7 separate regions of the Mus musculus genome follow, and all the other regions are linked to region 5. The links are chromatin contacts, called in public ChIA-PET, HiChIP or PLAC-seq and promoter capture Hi-C maps. All regions are on one chromosome and are shown on one strand. Each heading gives the region's core, a stretch centred on a gene start, on an enhancer-like site or on the middle of the called end of the contact. The rest is flanking DNA. Distances are from core to core; before and after follow the strand shown. Region 1 holds the start of Il1r1 (interleukin 1 receptor, type I). Region 2 has its middle 56 kb from the start of Il1rl2. Region 3 holds the start of Chst10 (carbohydrate sulfotransferase 10). Region 4 holds the start of Pdcl3 (phosducin-like 3). Region 5 holds the start of Rnf149 (ring finger protein 149). Region 6 holds the start of Il18rap (interleukin 18 receptor accessory protein). Region 7 holds the start of Il18r1 (interleukin 18 receptor 1).

The links. Promoter capture Hi-C pulls out the DNA fragments that hold promoters and counts their contacts. ChIA-PET counts read pairs in DNA pulled down with a chosen protein or histone mark. HiChIP or PLAC-seq counts read pairs in DNA pulled down with a chosen protein or histone mark.
Region 1: an H3K4me3 HiChIP or PLAC-seq map of bone marrow-derived macrophages shows a contact between it and region 5, with 2.5 times the contacts expected there. The contact joins the promoter of Il1r1 here to the promoter of Rnf149 in region 5.
Region 2: an RNA polymerase II ChIA-PET map of memory CD8 T cells shows a contact between it and region 5, with 20 read pairs. The contact joins the enhancer-like site here to the promoter of Rnf149 in region 5. A contact is called at or near these places in 1 of 39 promoter capture datasets (embryonic stem cells), 2 of 484 Hi-C or Micro-C datasets (cortical neurons and memory CD8 T cells) and 4 of 115 datasets of contacts at active chromatin or transcription factors (astrocytes, memory CD8 T cells, pancreatic cancer cells and 1 more).
Region 3: an RNA polymerase II ChIA-PET map of memory CD8 T cells shows a contact between it and region 5, with 14 read pairs. The contact joins the promoter of Chst10 here to the promoter of Rnf149 in region 5. A contact is called at or near these places in 2 of 39 promoter capture datasets (the 3T3-L1 cell line and second pharyngeal arch cranial neural crest), 2 of 484 Hi-C or Micro-C datasets (CD4 T cells and CD8 T cells) and 4 of 115 datasets of contacts at active chromatin or transcription factors (astrocytes, embryonic stem cells, memory CD8 T cells and 1 more).
Region 4: a contact with region 5 is called in a promoter capture Hi-C map of second pharyngeal arch cranial neural crest. The contact joins the promoter of Pdcl3 here to the promoter of Rnf149 in region 5. A contact is called at or near these places in 8 of 39 promoter capture datasets (cranial neural crest, embryonic stem cells, liver and 4 more), 2 of 484 Hi-C or Micro-C datasets (CD8 T cells and embryonic stem cells), 10 of 115 datasets of contacts at active chromatin or transcription factors (the 230-238 cell line, differentiating embryonic stem cells, embryonic stem cells and 6 more) and 2 of 9 other capture datasets (adipose tissue and liver).
Region 6: a promoter capture Hi-C map of pre-B cells shows a contact between it and region 5. The contact joins the promoter of Il18rap here to the promoter of Rnf149 in region 5. A contact is called at or near these places in 7 of 39 promoter capture datasets (the 3T3-L1 cell line, 3T3-L1-derived adipocytes, HPC-7-derived erythroid cells and 4 more) and 1 of 115 datasets of contacts at active chromatin or transcription factors (bone marrow-derived macrophages).
Region 7: a contact with region 5 is called in an H3K27ac HiChIP or PLAC-seq map of thymic regulatory T cells, with 6 times the contacts expected there. The contact joins the promoter of Il18r1 here to the promoter of Rnf149 in region 5. A contact is called at or near these places in 2 of 484 Hi-C or Micro-C datasets (CD4 T cells and CD8 T cells) and 6 of 115 datasets of contacts at active chromatin or transcription factors (Th17 cells, memory CD8 T cells, pro-B cells and 2 more).

Annotation. Positions count from the first base shown.
Region 1 is chr1:40,264,946-40,267,914 of GRCm38.p6, reverse strand. It overlaps Il1r1 (interleukin 1 receptor, type I), which reads right to left and starts at 1,329. Exons shown (of 11, transcript NM_001123382.1): 1 at 1,034-1,329.
Region 2 is chr1:40,378,764-40,381,830 of GRCm38.p6, reverse strand. No RefSeq gene overlaps it. Among named protein-coding and RNA genes, the nearest start is that of Il1rl2, 56 kb to the right of the region's middle. Within about 2 kb of position 1,555, at least 37 of the 459 cell types and tissues checked have an H3K27ac peak or open chromatin away from gene starts, as enhancers often do. A contact at or near this core is called in memory CD8 T cells and pancreatic cancer cells, where this site is marked.
Region 3 is chr1:38,896,519-38,899,409 of GRCm38.p6, reverse strand. It overlaps Chst10 (carbohydrate sulfotransferase 10), which reads left to right and starts at 1,250. Exons shown (of 7, transcript NM_145142.2): 1 at 1,250-1,520. It overlaps Gm51581, which reads right to left and starts at 2,800. Exons shown (of 3, transcript XM_030243909.1): 1 at 2,755-2,800; 2 at 1,777-2,008; 3 at 460-1,693. The coding sequence starts at 2,800. The coding sequence ends at 1,060.
Region 4 is chr1:38,986,479-38,989,249 of GRCm38.p6, reverse strand. Pdcl3 (phosducin-like 3) reads right to left here and starts at 1,436. Exons shown (of 6, transcript NM_026850.4): 1 at 1,401-1,436. The coding sequence starts at 1,406.
Region 5 is chr1:39,576,014-39,578,861 of GRCm38.p6, reverse strand. Rnf149 (ring finger protein 149) reads left to right here and starts at 1,515. Exons shown (of 7, transcript NM_001033135.3): 1 at 1,515-2,035. The coding sequence starts at 1,588.
Region 6 is chr1:40,513,943-40,516,716 of GRCm38.p6, reverse strand. It overlaps Il18rap (interleukin 18 receptor accessory protein), which reads right to left and starts at 1,355. Exons shown (of 13, transcript NM_010553.4): 1 at 1,241-1,355; 2 at 942-1,017; 3 at 182-320.
Region 7 is chr1:40,464,711-40,467,810 of GRCm38.p6, reverse strand. It overlaps Il18r1 (interleukin 18 receptor 1), which reads right to left and starts at 1,805. Exons shown (of 11, transcript NM_008365.2): 1 at 1,454-1,805. Il1rl1 (interleukin 1 receptor-like 1) reads right to left here. Exons shown (of 11, transcript NM_001025602.3): 11 at 2,396-3,100.

The DNA.
Region 1 (2,969 bases), core at 80-2,579, 690 kb before region 5:
AGATGTGTGTATATATAATTAAATTAGATAATGGGTAGGATATTAAGAAATTAGAAGAGATCAAAATAGAAAAGGATGCCAGCAGCTGCTTGGTAAGTTAAGAGGGGGAAGAGGTAGTACTTGTCACCAGCACCAGCTCCTGGAGCTCACAGCCATGGGATTCCATGTGGGATATCCACCACCCAGAAGACTACTATTAAGTGAGGATGACTCGGGCACCAATTCCAATGACAGATAGACTTCATCTCTTCTTTATCATGGCCCAAGTAGCCCAACTGATTAGATTCTGTTGTCTCAGTTCCTAGGCTGTTCCTTGGGGTCAGAAAGATGGGATGCTCCCAGCTGGTGAACATCGGAAGCAGTACAGAGAGCTAGCCTGGTGGGAAGATGAGTCTACCTGCCTTCCCTGGCAGCCGCTCTCACTCACCCGGTCTCCCCAAGGGGATCTGAAGCTCAGAGGGTGCCAATCCTCAGAAAAGATAGCCGCTAAGCTTCTGATATAAAGCAAGGTGACCTTGGCATCTCACCTACAGGACTTCTGGGAGGAGAAAGGGCGGTAAGAATAAGGGGCCCTATAAACAGCCAAGTGCTGTGTGGTTTTGTAAATAATGCATCTACATTCCCCAGTATCGACCTGTCTGGAGAGAGGAGACATCTCATCAGGGGCATTAAGGAATCCACTTCTTGCCTCATTAAGACCTCTCTTCTGAGCCCAAACCTCTAAGAGGGACACTCCTGAACAAGTTAGTTGCATTTGGCCCAATTTCAAGGCCTGGGAGCAATTTACTCAAGGGAGACTCATCTACCTAGAGCAAACTTAAAGAGTTGGGCAAGTTCCCAACACACACACACACACACACACACACACACACCAGAAAGGGGGAGGACTAAACTGTCACTACCTTTATCCTACATCCACAGAGAACGCTGACCTGCTGGCTACTGGGAGTAACTTAAGAAAGGCATTTGTCTGGGTCAAGGCAGCTCTGAGGCCTTGCGACCCTATTTCAGGAACTCTCTAGTTTTCTCCTACCTGGGCGTGCCCGGGTGCCCCAGTGGCGATGTTCAACAATCCAGCAGCTCCGAACTAAACCCGTTCAGGCCGGGAGCAACCGGAGCCCTGGGAGCCGCTCAAGGGCTGCTCCGCGCTCGCTCGGGGGTCACATTCCTTCCGCTCTGGGGCAGGCGGGCACCAGCTGGGCTCCCGCCCTTCTAGGTGGGCGCCGCGCTCCCAGGCGGCTCCTGGAACCCCGCACCAGCTAAGACCTTCTGAGCAGCACGCTGCTCCCACTCTGAGCCGCCCGCGGGGGCGTGCAGCGGGCGGAGACTGCAGGCCAGCGTCCTCAGCCTCGGGCTCGGAGCTAGCTGGCCCAGTGCCAATGCCCCGCCCTGGGAGCCGGATAGGTTGGGTTGTGGAGTTTCTGCCCCACATCCCAGAATATCTACATCCACGCAGAACATTCCAGGGTCTCTGTATCCCTCCGGGGGTGGAGGCAATGGAGGGTCTCTGCATCTCCTTGGGGGCATTTGGAGGGTCACTGCATCTCCTTGGGGGCATTCCAAAATCCCTGCATCCTTGCCAGATGTCCCAGATTCCAGGAAGAATGGCTCTGATTCCCAGATGGCTTGGCTCCTCTGAGCAGCCTCTGTGTTCCCACCCAAACCAAAATTAGATGGGTCAACTCACGTCTACATCGCAACCAGATTGTGCCACCTAACAAGAACCGAGCTGGTGACCCATGGGGTATCAGATCCTGAGGAAAACACAGTTCTGTGCTCAGCACAACTGGAGCCCAGTACTGTGTGCCTCGAACTGGCTTTGAGCACTTAGCCGAGTCATTAAGTTTGCAATACCTTGATTTCCTCTTTTGGTATAAAGGCCCGCAGCCTTTATAGGTAGGAGGAGTTAAAGAGCTCTGGTGAAGAGTTGATAGTTCATAGGCTTTTTACTTGGTTGCTTTACTGCTGTCCACCAGGCTGAAAAACAGGTCCCCTTATCATATCCCAATTAATTGTAGGATTTGCTCTGCAAAGGAGAATTCCAGAGTTCTCAGAAAGCACATGAAAAAAAAAATCAAGAATAGCCAAATTTTAGGACAGGGTGCAAGGAGGACATTGTGGTCCTGGAAATAGCACCAACCATTCCGTGCTCCCTACCCTCACCCCCCAGCTTCTTCCACATATAATGCACCACCCTGCAATACAACTGCAAAGAAACAGTGATTGCTTAATACCTCTAGATAGAGCACATGGCCATTTCCTGCATGCCTTCCAGCGTGGACAGGCCTTGAATTTCCTGCCTTATTCGCGTATGCAGCCTAGAAACCCAAGGTTGAAGTAACCCCGGGGGAAACTCTGAGATGGTAGAAAGCTTAAAGGGGCAGCATCAATGGTATATCATAGATGCCACCTGTGGCCTAGCAGGGCAGAAGGTCCTCACTCATTTCCAAAGGTTTGGACTGCTCCTTTGCCTCCGAAAGGCAGGCTTAAGTCTGGCAAGGAACTGGTGCCTTATCCCTAACCCTGCCCTAGCCCTGTCCCATGGGTCTGTATTCCAGAGGCTGTTCTCACAGCCTTGAGTACTTCTAACTCACATCCACAGAAGATTTGACCCCCTTAGAAGCCAGAATTGCCATGTCATAGTCACTGAGGGCTGCCTGGTGTCGGGGTTTTTCAAAGCTTCCAGGCGACTCTGCTGCACAGCTCTCATCATGATGCAGACAGACCAAGTCTCAAGGCTGTCTGGACAGGTGTATACTGTGGTAGTCCCCATCTGCGTGCCTTGTCTTACTGCCTATTAACCATGAGCAGTGATTATGAGACGTGATTATGCACAGGTTAGAAGTGGCATTTCGAACACCCATACAGTTTGATCATATCCACCCCTATTATCCCCCTCCTGCTTCTTCATCTCTAACAGTCTCCATTCTAGGTCATTACTTTACACAATTATTAGCAGGTCTATGCAC
Region 2 (3,067 bases), core at 306-2,805, 800 kb before region 5:
CAAATCTTCTGACCATTCCCATGTGAAGGGTGGGGGCCCAAAGATAACATCAACGTTGTGCTGCCTCTTGTCCCAGATTTTCAACAGGGCTGAAATGGAAGCTCTAGCTGAGGTAGGTCGATGGCCTTCCATAAGAACAGAGCCCACCCAATGATGGCCACCAGCTTCATAGGCCAACGGCCAATCATAACTCATCTGAGGAGACCGAGGGTTTTCCTTCACCGCTGTTTAATTCGAGAAAGAACATCTCTTCCTCACCCAACCAGGCAAATGAGGAAGAAGGATGCTAAGAGAAATTTTCCTAGAACTGAGTGTCAGGAAGAACGAGGAACTGGGTAACCCTGCCTTGATTCAGCTCATCTGGCCAGTTTCAGACACTGTGCCTCCAAAATAGACAACAATGAGCTACAAAAAAAAAGGGTTGCTGTCTGGTGGCAGACACGGGCATAGGCGATTGCTCATCCCTGAGAGGGGCAGGGTGCTTCCTGGAGGCCTGGAGATGCACATAGGCTGCTGCTCATACCTGGGCGTAAAATCTTCTAGTTTCTGAAAGAGGATGGAAAAGGATCTTGAGCAGACTGGTGTATCTGAGACCACTGCAGGAAGCTGGGTCAGGAACTTCCGGTACGCAGAACCTCGGGGACCGCAGAATGCTGCGCTGATGCAGTTAAAGAGAAAGAACGTCAGGGTTAAGGAGCAAGGCCAGAGACACTGGGGAAGGTAAATAAGAGGGCTCACAGCTGGGTATGAGCCAGCCAAGCTAACTAGTGAAGAGAAAGCACGGGATTCTGAGAAAACAGCAAAGTTGGTTCAGGCTGCCTCCTAGAAAGCCCGTTGCCCTAGCAAACATCTCAGCTCTCCTTGCTGTTACATCTTTACGCATCGAATTTTATCCAGTGAACCTACTTGTAACAGACTGAATGGTGAAAAAAGATTGAACCTAAGAAAACCTCTTTCTGTTCCAAGGGGGATACCACCCCGAGACCACCTCAGAGGTGGGAAAGGGAAGAGAGACAGTTGAATAAAAATTATGAGTCCAGATCCTAGAGGTAGCTGCTTGGCACAACCGCGGTTTGGCGCACTCTCCATTCTGGAAGGTGAATCTCCACTTTCTTGACTGTTCAAAAGAACTCTTGACTACTGGCTCGCTCTACCTGTACCCTAAAAATGTTTCTCTCTGGAGAACACAGTTAGGATCGGAGGTGTTTCCTCTGTAACCATGGGAGGCTTACCCACAGCATGTCAAACTAAGCATAGATACATTTCTCACAGGACCACCTCAGTCAGAGCTCTGGGCAGATTCCAATTTGTCAAAGGGCATGAAGGTGTTACCAAAATCCACGTGATATCCTTGGCAGTGAACCAGAGCCGCAGCTAAGAGTATCTGAGAGACAGGGCTGACACCATGTGCGGTGAGGCTCCACTCTGCATCCTGTAGGTCATGATTTTCACAGTTCAGTAAGACTAATGATTCTTCCACTGCCTCCAGCAATGTGCATAGCCCCTTCCAGTATTATATAAGCTAACCTTCTAGTTCTAAACAGATTCTACTCAGAAGGAAAAGCACGAGGGTGCCCCCTGCAGGACAGAAGAAACAACCCTGTGCAATGTGGAAAGGTTGTGTTTGGAATCCACCAGCTGCACTTTTGCTGGGGTTTTAAAGCGTCGGATTTGGCACTGACATTAAACTTGTACATAACCCCAAACTGAGATGCAAATTTACAACATGGCTGATGCCCACAAGAACTTCGGGGGCAGAGGTCGTGACACTTGTGCTCCACTACCTAATTTTTATCCTTGGCAACGCAGGAGCCCCAGCCCTGGGTAAACCAACAACAACCTGTGCCACAGGTGTCCAGGGACCCCAACATACTCCCTGTGCTCCCTCTCAACCCTATTTCACCAGGTGACATTGTTCTTAACACCAAGGGGGAGACTCACTCAAAAAGGTTTAGCATCCCTGCAAAGGAACACTTTAGCTGAAGCCAACAGCTCGCCGGAAAACACAATGTGGCCCATAGTGCAGATCTTTCCCATGCTCATCGTTCATGGGTTAGGGAGTCAGACCACCACTGGGCCCCTCTACCAAAACCACAGAGGTGCTGCTGGCCCTGACAGAGGGAGGCCACATTTGAATCAGCCAATCGGTGACCGCTGTTGTTTTTGGAGCTCCTGCCTGATCCATTGTACCTACCAGTAAACATCAGATACCATAATTGCTGGTGCCAATTGCTGTAAAAATAATATTAGTGTAGTCGGGCTAATAATTATTACAGTTACAGGCTGAGTCACTAGTCTTTTTTAAAAAGTGTACAACGTGCTCTCAAATAGACAGCATTTTTCCACAGACACAACATTACCTCTGACAGAAAAGCCAGCCTGCCCTCGTGCAATGTGAAATCAGAAAGAACTGAACACGGACACTAAATTACCTGGAGGTTGCGTGTATGAAGCATATCAAATGTAAATAAAAATCGTTATCAGACTTGGTGGGACCCAGCCCCAAGGTATCTCATTATGCATATTTAAGTAGTTCAAGGCCCACCCCCCAAAGATCAGAAGGCTTGAATAGATATGGTCCCAAGTGTCTTACACAAAGACTACCTCATCTGTGACAGCAACATGCGGGACTTCATGGAGGCCTCACTAGCACATTTTCTTACAAGGAATCGTGACTGTGGTATGCTTTAACATAGGCAGTGTGGTTTGCCTGAGGAGGAATCCAGCTCATCTTAGAAGCAGTGACCCACCTGCACAATCCAGACTAAGGGGAAGAAGCACATTCTTAGCCTGAAGTTCGAGAACCTTCTAAAAGTGGTGCCCTGCGAAGGACTCCGTTGCCCTAGGAGAAGCGTCATTCTTAATATCGCCACTAGAGGGTGCCACAGCGCCACGGGGAAATGCCAAATGGAGTCTTTGCTCTACTTTGGCAAATTAAGGCATGATTTTCTCCCTAGTCTCCTGGCTTTTTCTTTCTCAGGGCTCTTTGCCCACAAACTGCTTTCTTTTCTTCTTGATGTCATCCTTTTACAGGGGCAGGAAATTATGGTCACTGTAAACGAAGTTA
Region 3 (2,891 bases), core at 1-2,500, 680 kb after region 5:
TTGGGCCTTTTAAAAGTCACAGCTTCTGAGTGAAACGTACAGAAACTGGACTTCTGAATCACACAGAAGCTGTCTTCTCGGAGCCTGGCCCAGTACTCCTGGGCAGGAGAACAGCCTTGGAGATAATGGGGTCTACTCCCCATTCACTGTCTGTGTTGTGTTCCTGGGGAGGCTTCCTGTCTGCAGATGACTCCTTCTGACTGAGATAAGTTCACTGAGAAACCAACCCTGCCAGTTTGTAAAAGTTTTTCTCCAGACATTTCTTAACCAGTTCTCTCTCTCTCTCTCTCTCTCTCTCTCTCTCTCTCTCTCTGTGTGTGTGTGTGTGTGTGTGTGTGTGTGTGTGGAGAGAGAGAGAGAGAGAGAGAGAGAGAGAGAGAGAGAGAGACATTCTCTGTGTAGACCTGGTGGAAGTTGCTCTGTAGACCAGGCTGGACTAGAACTCAAGAATTTGCCTACCTCTGCCTCCCTATACTGGGATTAAAGTGAGCCACCATGCCCAGGTAACCAATCAGGGTTGTTAAGAAACTATGAATGGGGCTGGAGAGATGGCACAGCAGTTAAGAGGTGGTACCACCTTTGCAGAGGACCTGAGTTCAGTTCCTAGCACCCACACTGAGTAACTCACAATTCCCTCTTAAGTCTTGCTGGAAGGGATCCCACACTTTTCCTGACTCTGTGGGCCCTATATTCAAGTATACACACCCACACAGAGATGCAAACATAAAAATAATAAAAGTAATTTTAAAAAATCTATGGATAGAGGAAGGTGTGGTACCTAGCATTTACCATGCCCTGCATCCCTGAGGCTGAGAAAGGAGGATTGCCTCACGCTGGAGTCCAACCTGAGCTTCGGAGTGAGTTACAGGTAAGCCTGCACTCCATTGAGGCATGGTCTTTTAAAAAAGAAAAAACAAAATAAAACAGAATAGAAACAAATGCAAATAACTAAGGAAGAATAAAGATTTGTACTATACCAAAGCTCAAGCGATCTGACCTTTCCTCAGGTCAAAAAAAATTTTTTTTTTTAAAGAATGATTGTTGATCTACTTATGTGTTTCATTGTCGTTGACATTGTTGCGTTTTCCTAAGTTTTGGATTTCCTTTGCCTTCTCCAAGGTGTTTTCTGCGCGGTGCGGCTGGGTTGCTGCATCTGTACAATTTCTCCACAGGCCAATGGGGACCAGGAGGCCTGGGATGGTGGGTGCGCGGTGCGTCCTCCTGGCTTCCTGCAACGTGGACGCGCGCGCGCGTGCACAGCGGTGGCGGCGACGACGCGCAGGACCAGGCCCACACTCCCGGGCGGCAGTGGGCGGCGGTCTTGCACCCCGAAGCTCGCACGCGCCCGGCTTCCTCCTTCCGGCGTGGCTGCACCCCTGCACCCTGCAGGAGGGTAGGCGGGTAGCGGTGCGGAGGTCTGGGCAGAGCCCGCCTCCGGGGCTCCGGGGACGCCCACAGGCCCCGCGAGGCCCGAGCAGAGCGCCAGCGGCTGGGAGGAGCGCGAGCGCCGATGTACGAGGGTGAGCTGGGAACTCGGGGGTGGCGGGTCTCAATGAAGTGCTGTCCCCCACCCCTTTGCCGGGTAGACAGAAGGGTGGTGGACTCGGTTTTCCTCAGCGAGCTACCTCGGTGTGTGCTGTGGCGACTTAAAGACGTCCCTGGATGGAGAGATTCCTGGGAAGAGCCTTCATCACTTAATTATGCAACGAGGCGGCGTCCTTGTGCTGGATGCAGTGATGAATGGAATCGATGATACTTGAACCATCCATCGTCTACCTTTGCCACCCTGGGATGGAGACTTGCGTTTGTAAATGTGGGGTGGGGTGGAAAGAGGAGAATGTTTTCCCACTTGGGTCCCAGGAGCGTGCTGGGAAGGAGGACTGGAGGGAGGAACCTGTGCAGCCTTTGCGAAGGAGCGCACGGTTGAGCGCGGCTCCCGGGGCGCTAGGGGAAGGAGTTCTGCCTGCGAGCAGGTCCTGCTTGCTGGCCCATACCTTCACCAAGAGGTCTGTCAGAAGTTGGAGGTCTAGGCATCAATTACTGCACTTTCTGGCTGGAAAGATGAAACAGGTTTTCCAAAAGCTGGTGCTTTTTCGTTCTCCAAGTCTATTCAAGGCAGGAAAGGGCAGGGCAGTGAATACAAAGTAGCTCAGCCAGGCAGGTTCTGGTTAGCCACAAGGAGTTGGGTTTTTGCGCTGGTCTATTGGAACTGCCAGAGCAGGATATGTCTTGAGACATTCTTAAAGTGAGACAGCTCAGCTTCGTTCCCGCTTGCTGATCACTAGCCACGACTTCATCTTTTCTAAGTGACTGGGTTAAAAAGAAAAGACACAAAGAGAGAAATGACTTTCTACCTTCAGTGGTCCCCAGGATAATTAGGACATAGTTTATCTTAAAGCAGAATTGGAGTTTCAAGATGAAAAGAAAAATCTTCACATGTTTGCTCTTGACCCTCAAGAACAGAAGAAATTCCCAAGAAAGCCGCCCCCTCCCGGAAAGGAAAATAGAGTTTTGTTTGTTTGTTTGTTTGTTTTGTTTTTGCAAAGTTGAACAAAGAGCATCAGAAAACACTTGCAAGTATTCTGTGCCACTTGCAGTAATATTTGGGTCCGTTTTGAAGAATTAGGAGAGAGCCAGGAGTACGGTGGGGAGAGAGGACTGACTATATAAGACCCTGAACTTGAGATCTTCTGAACCAGACAGTTTTCTCATCACACAGTCTGGAATTGCTTAAGCTATGTGAGGCGAACTTACCATTAATTTTAATACTGAGGTTTTCCTGTTTTAGAATAAAGGCCATTGTTTGTTTATTGTGCCAACAGCCCTACCTATGATTTCTCTAATGCCACCAGGTTGACGTTTATTCCATTATTCATTTATCAAGTGACGTT
Region 4 (2,771 bases), core at 187-2,686, 590 kb after region 5:
CTTTTTCTCAAAGGGGTGAACATCCACCAGTTCCCCTTCCTTGAGAAGTGACCGCCAACGATACAGCAAACACTGTCTTAACCAGAAACCTGCGCATTTCAGCTTCAGAAAAAACAAACAAACAAACAAAACCCCAAAACACCAGGAGACGACTGGCTAACCCTACATAAACCATGAAAGGTGTCTGCTTGAAGCTGGGCCTCTCTAAACAACAGGTCAGAGCTACGCAACGATACAGCAAACACTGTCTTAACCAGAAACCTGCGCATTTCAGCTTCAGAAAAAACAAACAAACAAACAAAACCCCAAAACACCAGGAGACGACTGGCTAACCCTACATAAACCATGAAAGGTGTCTGCTTGAAGCTGGGCCTCTCTAAACAACAGGTCAGAGCTACGCACTAATTAAAGAAGGTTTATCTGAGTCCTGAGAACTCTTCCCCAACGAGAGGAACCTGGAGACCAAAGGAAGTTACATTCCAGGCAGAGGGACCTGAAAATGCAAAAACGCTGTGACATGCTGACTGACCATCTGTCTGTCCTGAGAGCCTGCAGTAGACTTGGGGAAGAGGAAGACTGTGGCTAGACCCACAGACTTCCCTAAGCTTTAGAGTCTAAAGGATAAATCTGAGAATAGCAGACGCCTGGCCTGCTCCAGAGTCACTCCTGACGGCTAATGTTTAGTAAGCACAAAATACTAGGTATATCCCTTTACTTGAGCCTGTTCTTGCCTCCCAGGTGTAGGTGTGGCCGGCTTGCTGAATGTGTAGATGACCACCCCCTCCAGTCCCCAAGGTCTGTCTCTTAAGCCGGAGCCCACAACTACACGGTCCATCTACCCTCCATCCAGACTCTTCAGAATCCTTAAACACAGCCACATAGAAGGTTGGCGACAAAGTGGCTGACGCATACTTTTGCTCTTCTAAGGCTATTCCGATGCGGTTCTCTAACACACTTTCTTTGGGCTTTTGTCTAATTCCAGCTCAAAAAAGGAAAAAAAATTGCTAAGGAGTTCCACCTTTCTTCATATTAGAAATTAACAATAGTCGTGAGGCCTAGAGTTCAGATCTGGAAACCAGAAAGCACTCCCAACGGACCATCTAGAGTCAGCTCTAGATGGCAGGAGGGTCGGGGCCTTCATCAGGCCTGGAGGAGAACGAGCCCAAAGTCCGGTGCCTACCAAAGGACAGAGATTTGCGGGGCAGGACGCACCGGAGCAGGAGTGCCCAGCCCAGGAGGCCGGAGGGACCGCACCCGCCCTCTCGCAGTGCGCCTGCGCCGGGCCTCCCCGCAGTCCGCCGAGTTCTGTAACTAATCCATGTAGACCCGGCTCCGGGTCTGGCGCGAGCCCACCAAGCCAAACGACCGCAGACTTGGGGTCCCGAGCTCGCCACACTCACCTGCATCTTGCCTTCAGTCACTCAAACCAGCCCTCTGCCCCAGCCCCTCCGCTCCTCTCCGCGCACGCGCGGCACCGCCCCCTCCGGTCTTCTCCCCGCCCCCAGGCACGAAAAGGGCGGAGCCAAGGAGGAAGTGAAGACTGGAGTCTGCGCCTGGTCCTCAGGAACCCGGGCGAAGGCTGAGAGCGTTGGAATGACAGGCCGTGCCTCCGGTGGGTGGGACTATAGGGTGACGTCATTCGGGCCATGTCCAGGCGCTACCTTGTTAGGGAAAGTGGCTGGTTGTTTGGGGCTGACCCGAGGTAAGCATAGGTTCTGCGACTTCCCGGGCCGCCAATCGGAGCCTGTCGGAAGCAGAATTGCCTGACAGTGACCCGATGCTAGGATTAAAAGTGACCCGGGTCACCTGGAGGTCACACACCTTCTCTGTTGAATGGGATGAATTGCTTATTGGGTTTGTTTACTGAGCTCACTGGGTTTGTTTAGAGCATAGTCTAACCTCTGCGGTTACAGCATCAGATTTGAGAAACCGGTGGAGTGGGGAACGCCTGGGCTCCACGCCCCTTCACCCTCACAAAAGGAAAAGGCCACAGTGAGAATCATTTTCTCTGGTTAATACCAGACTCGTGTGACCCTGAGCAAAAGCACAGGCTCCAGGGCGATCCACAGCATTCGGAGCTGGAACTGAGAGCACGGGAGTTAAAAGGCCTTCCACAGCCCTGGACTACCTTGCTGCCTCTGCTCAAGCACACACCGTGGGTACACTTTGGAATTACCAAGGAGCTTTCAAAACTGCAGGTGTCTAGGTGTGGTAGTTCACATCTATAATTCCAATACTCAGGAGACCCAGCCAGGGCTAGAGAGTGAACCTCTGTCTATAAAAACAAACAAAAACTACAGTTACACTAAGGTGTTATTTCCAGACAACTTAAATCCCTGCAGCTGAGGACTCGGAACTGATAATTTCTGGGGAATAATCACTAATATAGAAAAAAAATTACACTATTCCCTGAAAAAAACAAGGAGCATGGATTTAATTTAACCCAACACATTCCAACCAGATTACAGACAGACCTTTTAAAGTGTTAATTAATTTGCCTAGTGTTGTGAATGAATTTTCCCAGTTTTCACTTCCAAAATCAGTTTGTGAGATAGTTTAACTTGAGGGACTTTGATCACAGGCTTCTCTCCACCGCACAGCAGTAAAGCAGGTGTGGTTTGCCCTTTCCTTGCTCCAGGTGGATCCACTGAAAGATGTATCCTGGTGTATTGGAAATAATGTTCCCAGTTGCTTTTTACAGCAGGTGTGCTTCAGAACAATCCCCTGTTAACTCATTGTCTTGACTTTTGGTTTTATTACATTGACTACAA
Region 5 (2,848 bases), core at 266-2,765:
TGGGCCCCAACAAACTACTTCCTGTAATTATAAACTCTTGCACAAAGAAGGAAGACTAGTGAGTCAATCAGAAATCAAAGCCCTGAACTTCATTTCCAGCTCCTTAGTGGTTTGTTTGGTAGAAATAAAGAGACTGACGATGATTTCACGAATCACACAGTTTATTGCCACACAAAGGGGACTTTTGGCATTTGCTCACACTGAGTAAAGAGGGGGAAACAACATGAGCAAGCCTCACAGGGAACATGGTTCAGAAATGCGGCAGCACAACGGCATAGTGAGTGAGTTTTGAAATCATGAGTTCAGTTGCTCCATCAGAATCGAAGCAGGCCTCTGCTGAAAGTCCAGTGTAATTAAAGACTTGGTGTTCCTTTATAGAACTGGTTCTCAGGAGAAACTGGTTTGACCAATACAACAGAGATCTGTGAGGTGACCTGAGGCCCCTCAGATAAAAAGGATAATATAAGTCAGGCTTAGGGATGAGTTGAAGGTCTGTCACAGTATATGCCTGTGTGTGTATGTCTTCAGAATAGTGCCTAACAATGTATAGCTATGCATTAAGTCCATCACTTAAGTGTCCACTTCTTAGGTTTAAATACATTTTGATATTCAGTAGCTCATATATGAAGAGGTATTTTAAATGTCTTTTGATATTTGGTAACTCGGGTGTGATGTCTCCTCAGCGTTATGGAGAGATCTCCTGTGTTTATTCGGGTCTAGTCAGACTTCACATTCTTCAAAGGAAATACCTTTCAGGTTCGCTGGGGTTGATCTACCAGAGCATCTCAAATCTCAGCTCTACTCAAGATTTTACCGGAGCAGAGTTACCATACTTGCATTTAACTATGTTTAGTGTGTTCAGGATCTTTTAATGGTACACTGAAAGTATCCACCCACTGTGTTGTCGAAGGACTATCTATCAGCCACCATTTACCTCCAAACAAATCCTTTCCCCTTTTTCCCCCCTTTTGATTAATGTAGCACCTTCGTCTTCGTCCAAACAGAGGCACACATAAACTAAGGAGAAGGAAGAAAGGGCTCGAAGGCAACCATTGAGAAAAGAGCAACAAAGAATTTAATATATTACAGAGTTTGTAACAAAAGGCATCTGGACAACTTGACTTAGTGGTTTTTGTTGTTGTTTGCTTGTTTGTTTAAGTGGTTTAGGCAGCCAGGCTTTTGCCGCGTGCCTTGCACAGTCAACTCCACCCTCTGAGAAACTTTACACAACCGCAGTCCCACGCTGGCCGACCCGGAGCGCACAAACTTCCCCAGACTTGGGGACTCTGGCAGCAGGGTTGCACAACTCTCTGCAGCATCTGCAAGCTTCAGCTCGGCCGCCCACAGCCCTGCGGCACAGACCCTGGCGCCTGCGCACTCCTCACGCCCGCGGGCAGGGCCCCACCCCTTCCGTCGCCACGCCCCGGTCACGCCCCTCCAGGTGCGCGTGCGCCGCGGGTCCGCCCCCGCCGCGCTCGGCGGTCTCTCGCGAGCCGCCGCCGTCTCCTCAAAGCTGTGGGCCAGCCTGGAGTGAGTCGCCTCGTTCTGACTCGCGCTCTTCTTCCTCAGTAGCCCGGCCGGGCGGCCATGGCGGCGCGGCGGCGGCCCGCGGCCGGCGTGGGAGCCCGGGACGCACTCGCGGTGCTGGCGCTGGCCTTGTGTACTCCCGGGGTGGGCGGCGGGGCGCTCGAGTGGTACTCGGCCATGGTGAGCATCGAATACGTGGACCCGCAGTCGAACCTGACGGTGTGGAGCGTGTCGGAGAGCGGCCGCTTCGGAGAAAGCTCGCTCCGGGAGGAGAGGCAGGGCCTGGTGGGCGTCCCGCGCGCGCCCGCGCCCGCGGAGGGCTGCGCGCCCGACACGCGCTTCGTGGCGCCCGGCGCCCTCGGCAACGCGCCCTGGGTGGCGCTGGTGGCGCGAGGCGGCTGCACCTTCAAGGACAAGGTGCTGGCGGCGGCGCGGAGGAACGCCTCGGCCGTGGTGGTCTACAACCTGGAGAGCAACGGGAACGCCACCGAGCCCATGTCTCACGCGGGTGAGCAGGCCGGGCGCTGGGCCGCTGGCCGCGGCCGGGGCGAGCCTGGTGGTTCCCCGGGTGGTGTGGAGAGGGAAGTGCGTGCACACGCTGCAGGATCGGAGCTTCACCTCGGGAGGGTGAGAAAGCTGGGAAGGGCCCTCGGCCGGGGAGTAGCAAACACACCGGTGGCAGGTCCTACGGAGTTCAGTAACTCTACAGATTCCCGAACCCGGGTCGCTTCCTAAGGTCGGCTCACGGACTCCCAAAGTTGGTTGAGTGGAGAGTGTGTAGGAGTGGACGGCTGGCGCCGCCAGGCTCGCATTGTCTCTTCACCAACCTAAAGTGGCTACTCGATGTGGTTTCTTCCTCTCGATGAGGCGAATATGAGTGTTTTCAAAACCCTGGATCAAAAAACCTGGGTTTTCTTGCTGTAGTTTCTCTCTCGACGCATGTAGGGTGATCGCACTAGCTCCTGGTTTGGACAGTTTGAATTCAGATGAATTTTTTTTTTTAAACTGTTTTCATTGAAGGAAAGAAAGGCCTTGCTACCTCTGTCAGGAGGCCACCTCTAAACACGCTGTTCCAGGGGACAGACAAGGATGAGTTTGCAAAATGTCATCCTTGGGACAGAGTTCTCTCCGGGGACCCAGAATTTGATTGTGTTTCTCTTGTGCCTTCTAAGATCACATTAGCTTTAGGCATCACACGGTTGACTCATTCTGAATTTCCTGTGATTAGGGTTTTTAAGTTTCTGCTACTAGCTAAGACATCTTTCTTCCTGTACTGCATTTTTGTTCTCGTTCTGTTTTGGTGTGCATGCGACACAGAGCT
Region 6 (2,774 bases), core at 106-2,605, 940 kb before region 5:
ACCAACATGGCTGCCAATTCTGCATATGGGAGTAAAAATGACTGACAGATACCAGCAAATGTAAAACTCAAGTTTGTCATTCTGTAAAACATGTGTGCTGTCATTCTTATTGTCCCAGTAGAAAACCAAATGTTGCATCACTCATAGCAACGGTGCCCGTTATGAAACAATGACCACATACCTGTTCAGTAGTAGAAGGGAGAATCATATCTGGAGGAAGAGGGTTTCAAAGTTTCTCATCTTGCCACCACTATTCGCCTTCTCTACAGAAGGAGGTCGGAGGCCGGTGAGATGATCTGAAGATCTGCAAGGTCTCTTTCCTAAAATTTTCCAGAAGGCTTTTATTTAAAAATTCTCTCTTTTTCTCAGAAGCAGAAAAAGTTAGCCTGAAGTTATTCAAAAGATACCCAATTTGACCATATTTTAGAGTAATAATGAGCTAAGTTTTTCAAAGAACAAAGCTTTTGCTGGGAGGAGAAAAATGAAAGCTGTGAATGAATCACCAGGAAGCCTCTCAGTCCTGTGCACACCCTTAAAGTACAAATAAAAAAGAGATGCTATGGCCTAGTCTAATAATTGCAGTAGTCAAAGAATACTGATAATGCTCACATGGTCCATAGCAGCTTGTTCAGTGCTTGCCTCCAAAGATGGACAAGTAATGTGGCCATTCAGATTTGACCCGCATTTGATTGAATCCCTCTATAATCCTTTCAATAAAATGTAAGAATCACTGTTTAAAACAAAGGTTTACTTTGTAACTAGTCACTTATACAAGTTAAGGTTAAAACCGACACTGAGATACAAATGTTGCTGCCTAATAGCACACCTGTGATTAAAAATATTCCACAAAAAGCAACTCTTTAGCAATTCACTTTTTAAGTCCTTTAAAAATATATATTAGGGGTTAAGGAATCTAGGGAAAGAATATTCTGGTCTCTTACCTTTGTTTCCTGCTCTTACATACACAACAAATAAAGAAATTCAAGTCTTTATGTCAGTGAATGCCAGCTTGTGCATCTGAAAAAAAAAGTGTGAAAAACACCCATTTTCAAAGGGTTCTGCTACATTTTTTTTTCTTAGCAAGAGAGTTACTTGAAGAAGATTTAAGGACTATCCAACCCATACAGTTTTGAAATAATAAGTTATACCTGGACAGAAAAGGACAACCTTGGAATTTTGTAAAGGACCTCTGGTGTTGGAAAATGCCCAGTCATAACAAAGGAGAAATGAAGTAAACTACCTTTATCCACGGAAGAAAACTCCTGAAATAAAGCATTCAAAGCTGTCCTCTGGCCAGCCTCCTTGACAAGAAAGGGGTTGTGGTTAGGTTTAGTTGAAATGGTGAGTAAGCCTGCTTCCTTTACAGGAATTTCCTGTACCAAATGTTAACATTCGACACGGTTTCTCAACAGGGGAGTTCTTTTTTACTTCCTCCTCCTCCTCTTCCTCCTCCCCCTTCTTCTAAAACAAGCACTGCCAACCTTGCCTTTCATTTCAAACCTAAAGGCTTTCTTCTGATGAACTCTCTCTCTCCAGCATCACTTTTACAGAGCAATAATTTATCAATGAGGAGAGTGATATAACCGTAGCTTTGAAAGGCTCGGAGGCTATGCTTGTGCACCGTGGAATGCCTAATTAAGAACTGCACTGTAATTAAAACAATTTAGAGGACCGTGAGACCACACTAGTCCCAAAGCCTCTTAATTAAACGGAGCCTATTCTCCCCATAAAGACAAGCTGAAGCAGCGGGGCACAGCAAACCATGGGGATTGTTTCAGCACAAGGCTGGAGAAGAGCATAAAATAAAAGCAGAGCCCAAGTTCATGTCAGAGTGGGGGCAAGGTAAGTGTTGACCTGAGGTGAAGGTGAAAATCTAAGAGAAGAGTTAGCAACTGAGGGCAGGTCTAAGCCAATAAATAAATAGATAAATAAATAAATAAAATCATGTATTCATGCTAATTGTGGAACTAGCTCAAATCCCAAAAGGATTTGAGGTTTTCCTACCACCTATTGCAGGTTCAGAGGAAAGCACATGAGGGCACATGAGCTTAGACTCCCAGGGTGTGACAGGGACAGCCCAGTAATCCAAAATCTAAATGGGATTAAAGGAGGAATACTGAGGATGAAGGGGAAACGGATAGACCAGGCATTGTTCATGATAATGGTTTAATTCAGGCTGAGGTACATTCAGAGTGCCTGGGCGTTGGGAGTGTCCTTATCAAACCTCAGAGATCTGAATATAGACCTTAAAGTTAAGCCCAAAGTTACTGCCAGTGTGGTCTCCTGAAGTGAATTCATCAACAGCTTTTCCTTCGAAGCTTAATGTGTCCTTTATAAACTGTTTTTGGAAGAGAAAAGCAGGACATCATGAACCACAGGAGATTTGGGATCAGATGAAGGTCTTAGTCACCACAGGAAACTCAGGCTTTAACACTTGGTACAAGTAAAATCATTGCGGAGCACCCTCATGAATAGAGAGAGCTGACCTGTGGAACAGAAGAGGAGACAGTGTAGAAACAAGTCTAACTGTGTGTGGAAATTTTTAAAAATAGGAAAGAGCATCACAAACTAGACGTAGTGTGGTAACTTAGGTCGCCCTATGGAAAACTACGCAACAAATTCTCCACTCGCACCACACAACAGACTATGTTCCAAATGGACTCAGATCTTTTTACTTAAATTTATTTTTTTAAATTTTTTAATGTTTGCAAATAAATTAAAGTATAATTACAACACGTTTCCTCTTCCCTTGGCATTCCTCTTATCTGATTATT
Region 7 (3,100 bases), core at 556-3,055, 890 kb before region 5:
GAAGGCCAGATGCAAGGTGACAAGTATCTCTGTCCCCCAAGACAAGGGAGTCCTTTCAAAGGATGTCAATGTGGTCATGTCCTTAGGTCCTGAGTTTCTGTTCTGTCCTTTTGGGTCCTTACCATGAGGAAACTGACCACATTCTAGTAAAAACAGTTCATCTGAGCACATAGATACTAAGCTCCTTAAAGCTTCCAGGTAAACACACACACACACACACACACACACTCACGTCCATACACACTCAGTTTCTAAGGCTGGGAGAGTGGGAAACAACTAAGCTTGTGACAGTTGAGTTTCAGTGACTCACAGGTAAACATGTCACCTCAGGGACAGTCATTGCTTAACAAAACATGACCCTGATGTATCCCTCACACTGCTTTGGTGAATTATGACACCCAATGAGGTTTTTCTTTTCCTCGCTGGGACCGCCACTGAGCTGGGCTCTCCATGACTCTTTTTAAACACGCAGTCCCTTTTGCTACAGTCTCCAATGGGTGTTTTACTTCATCTGCAGAAAGGCGAATCAGTCTGGTACAACCAACAAAAATGATCTTGAATACACCCTTGCACTTCTGCTTTAAGAAAAAAAAAAAGGTGTGCACATTTGACTTTCCATCTGTAAGGAAAGGAGAGTCATTGCTACCTCACGACACTTAGCGTAAAAATGCCTGCTGCTATTATCTCCATTTTCCAAAATGTGCCTTCACAAACATGGATCCGGACATGAAGACCATGTTCCCTTTCCCCCCCTCCCCCTCCTCTGGGACCCTATCGTCCTTGCAATATGACACGATGTTTGGCATTGTCAGGAAGCTTGCCAGTTCAGGCCAACCCTAACACACAGCACTTCCAGGGCTCCTGGACCAACCTCCACTTCCTGGTGAGGTACCCAGGAGAAGGCTCTCTGCTTTTCCATAATGTGTGCCTAAGGCAGATATTCTTGTGACTGCAGTGTGTGTGTGTGTGTGTGTGTGTGTGTGTGTGTGTGTGTGTGTGTGTTTGTGTGTGTGACTCACGAGTGTGTGCACAAGAGTGTGAGTGTACATGCATGTGTGTGGGCGCTTGTGCATGCATCAGTGCACACATATGTACATGCATGTACTCATGAGGGAGAGTGAACTATTCCCCAAATCTGCATAAATGGGTCATTCACTGATGCGATAACTGAAGATGTTCTTAGATAAATTTCTGAATATTTCTCCCCTCACACCATTTATTAAACCTGATATTGCCTGTTTCATTTGTCTCCTAAGAGGATTAAGCAACTAAAATACAGCACACCTGTGTGTATTGTCAGCAGAGGGTAAGAGCTGAACAAATCAACTGTTGCTGTGTTTTAGCTGTTCATACCTCTCTACAAAGAACATATACATTTGTACTCACTAGTTATACACACACACACACACACACACACACACACACACACACATACACACCACTCACAATTGACCTTGTTTTCAGGATCGTTGTGGGTGGTTCCTCTCCTTGCTCCAGACAGCAGAAGACAGTGAGGACTGGACATCAGAGTCTGCCCTTACCTTCAGAGAGGTGGCCCACACACAGGCCTGGGCAGTGGCTTCTCCTTCACTTACATCTGTGAAGCAGGATTCGCCCAGCAAGTGAGACTAAATACCTCCTGGTCCACAACTGTGACAACAGACAGGGAGGGAAGGCACAGTGAGGCAAGGCCAGGAGCTTGATTAGAGAGATTTGGCAAACCAGAGAATTATCGCAGGAAAAAAAAAAAAGAAGAAGAAGAAGAAGAAGCCAACGACCGGGGGTAGGGAGGTGGAGGGCTGGGAGAGGAAGATCAGAATAAGAAGAAGAAAGGAAAAGCTAAGGTTTCAGGTGGGCACCGCCTGGGATGGGAGGAGCTCCTAAGAGCTGGGGGACTGAAGCCTAGGGCGCTACAGGCTGCTCCACCCAGGAGCGCTCAAGCTTTCAGTTCTGGGAAGACCTGTACTCCTGGCAGGGTTTCTCTGCATGTCCCTGCTCACCTAAGAGCTCCACAGTTCCCAGAACTAACCCCGACACCCCACCGCTGAGGCGATAGAGCCCCTGGAGTTCTCCTGCCTGGATCTCAGCTGACTCCTCCGCCAGACCTCCAGGGAGGCACAGCCACCGCCTTTGGCTTCCCGGAACCTGCAGCCTGTCTACTCAACCACAAGAACCACCTGTGTGCCCTGTGCGCGCCACACCCTTCAGGCAGAGGGCGCTGAGAACCCAGGACTCCTGCACTGCGGGAGGAGAGTCCTTGAGACTGCCAGGCTCGCAGAGCCAACATAGTGCCAGCCAGCGCAGGATGCCCAGCCTCCTGGATGGGTGGAAAGCCACAATTGGGAAGTTATAGTGAGATTTTAAACTGTTCAAAAGAAACGAAGGCCAAACAGTATTTCTAGATTTTTTTTTTTAATAAGCTAGAACTCTTCAAACACACATGAAGAAAACACACAAGGAGTCAATGGCACAATTATTTTTGCCCAGTGAAAAATAATTTGTCATACAATAATAAATAGGAAAGGCATAACATTTTGATACATGGAAAACAAGCATTTAACAAACTTCAACACTCTTTCTACCAGAACTCACAAACTGGACAGTAGGACGGCTCCTTCCCTTCCTAATCTAATACAGAGATGGCTACAAGAGGCAACACGAGGAAACGCTTTGTTTACCTGTAACTGGTAAGCAAATAAGGTCAGCTCTGCCTGGACAAGCACTTTGAAGAAATGAGGGGAACAAAAGTAGAAATGGGAGAAAGCCCCACAGAAGACATTTTTACATGGATCATGCTTTGAACCTTTCAAAACAGTAAAATAAAACTAATATTTTGAGTTTAGCAAAAGCATCAAAGCATATGTGTGTTCATTACAGAAAAATCTATTATTTCTTCCCTTTCTTCTTCCTTCTTCCTTCTTTCCTTTCCTCCTCCTCCTCTTCTTTTTCTTTGTTGTTGTTGTTGCTGCTGCAGCTGTTGCTGTTGTTGTTAGGACAGGTTTTCTTTTTGTAGCTCTGGTGTCCTGGAACTAACTCTGTAGAGCAGGCTGGCCTCAAACTCACAGAGATCCACCTGCCTCTGCCTCCCAAGTGTGCCATG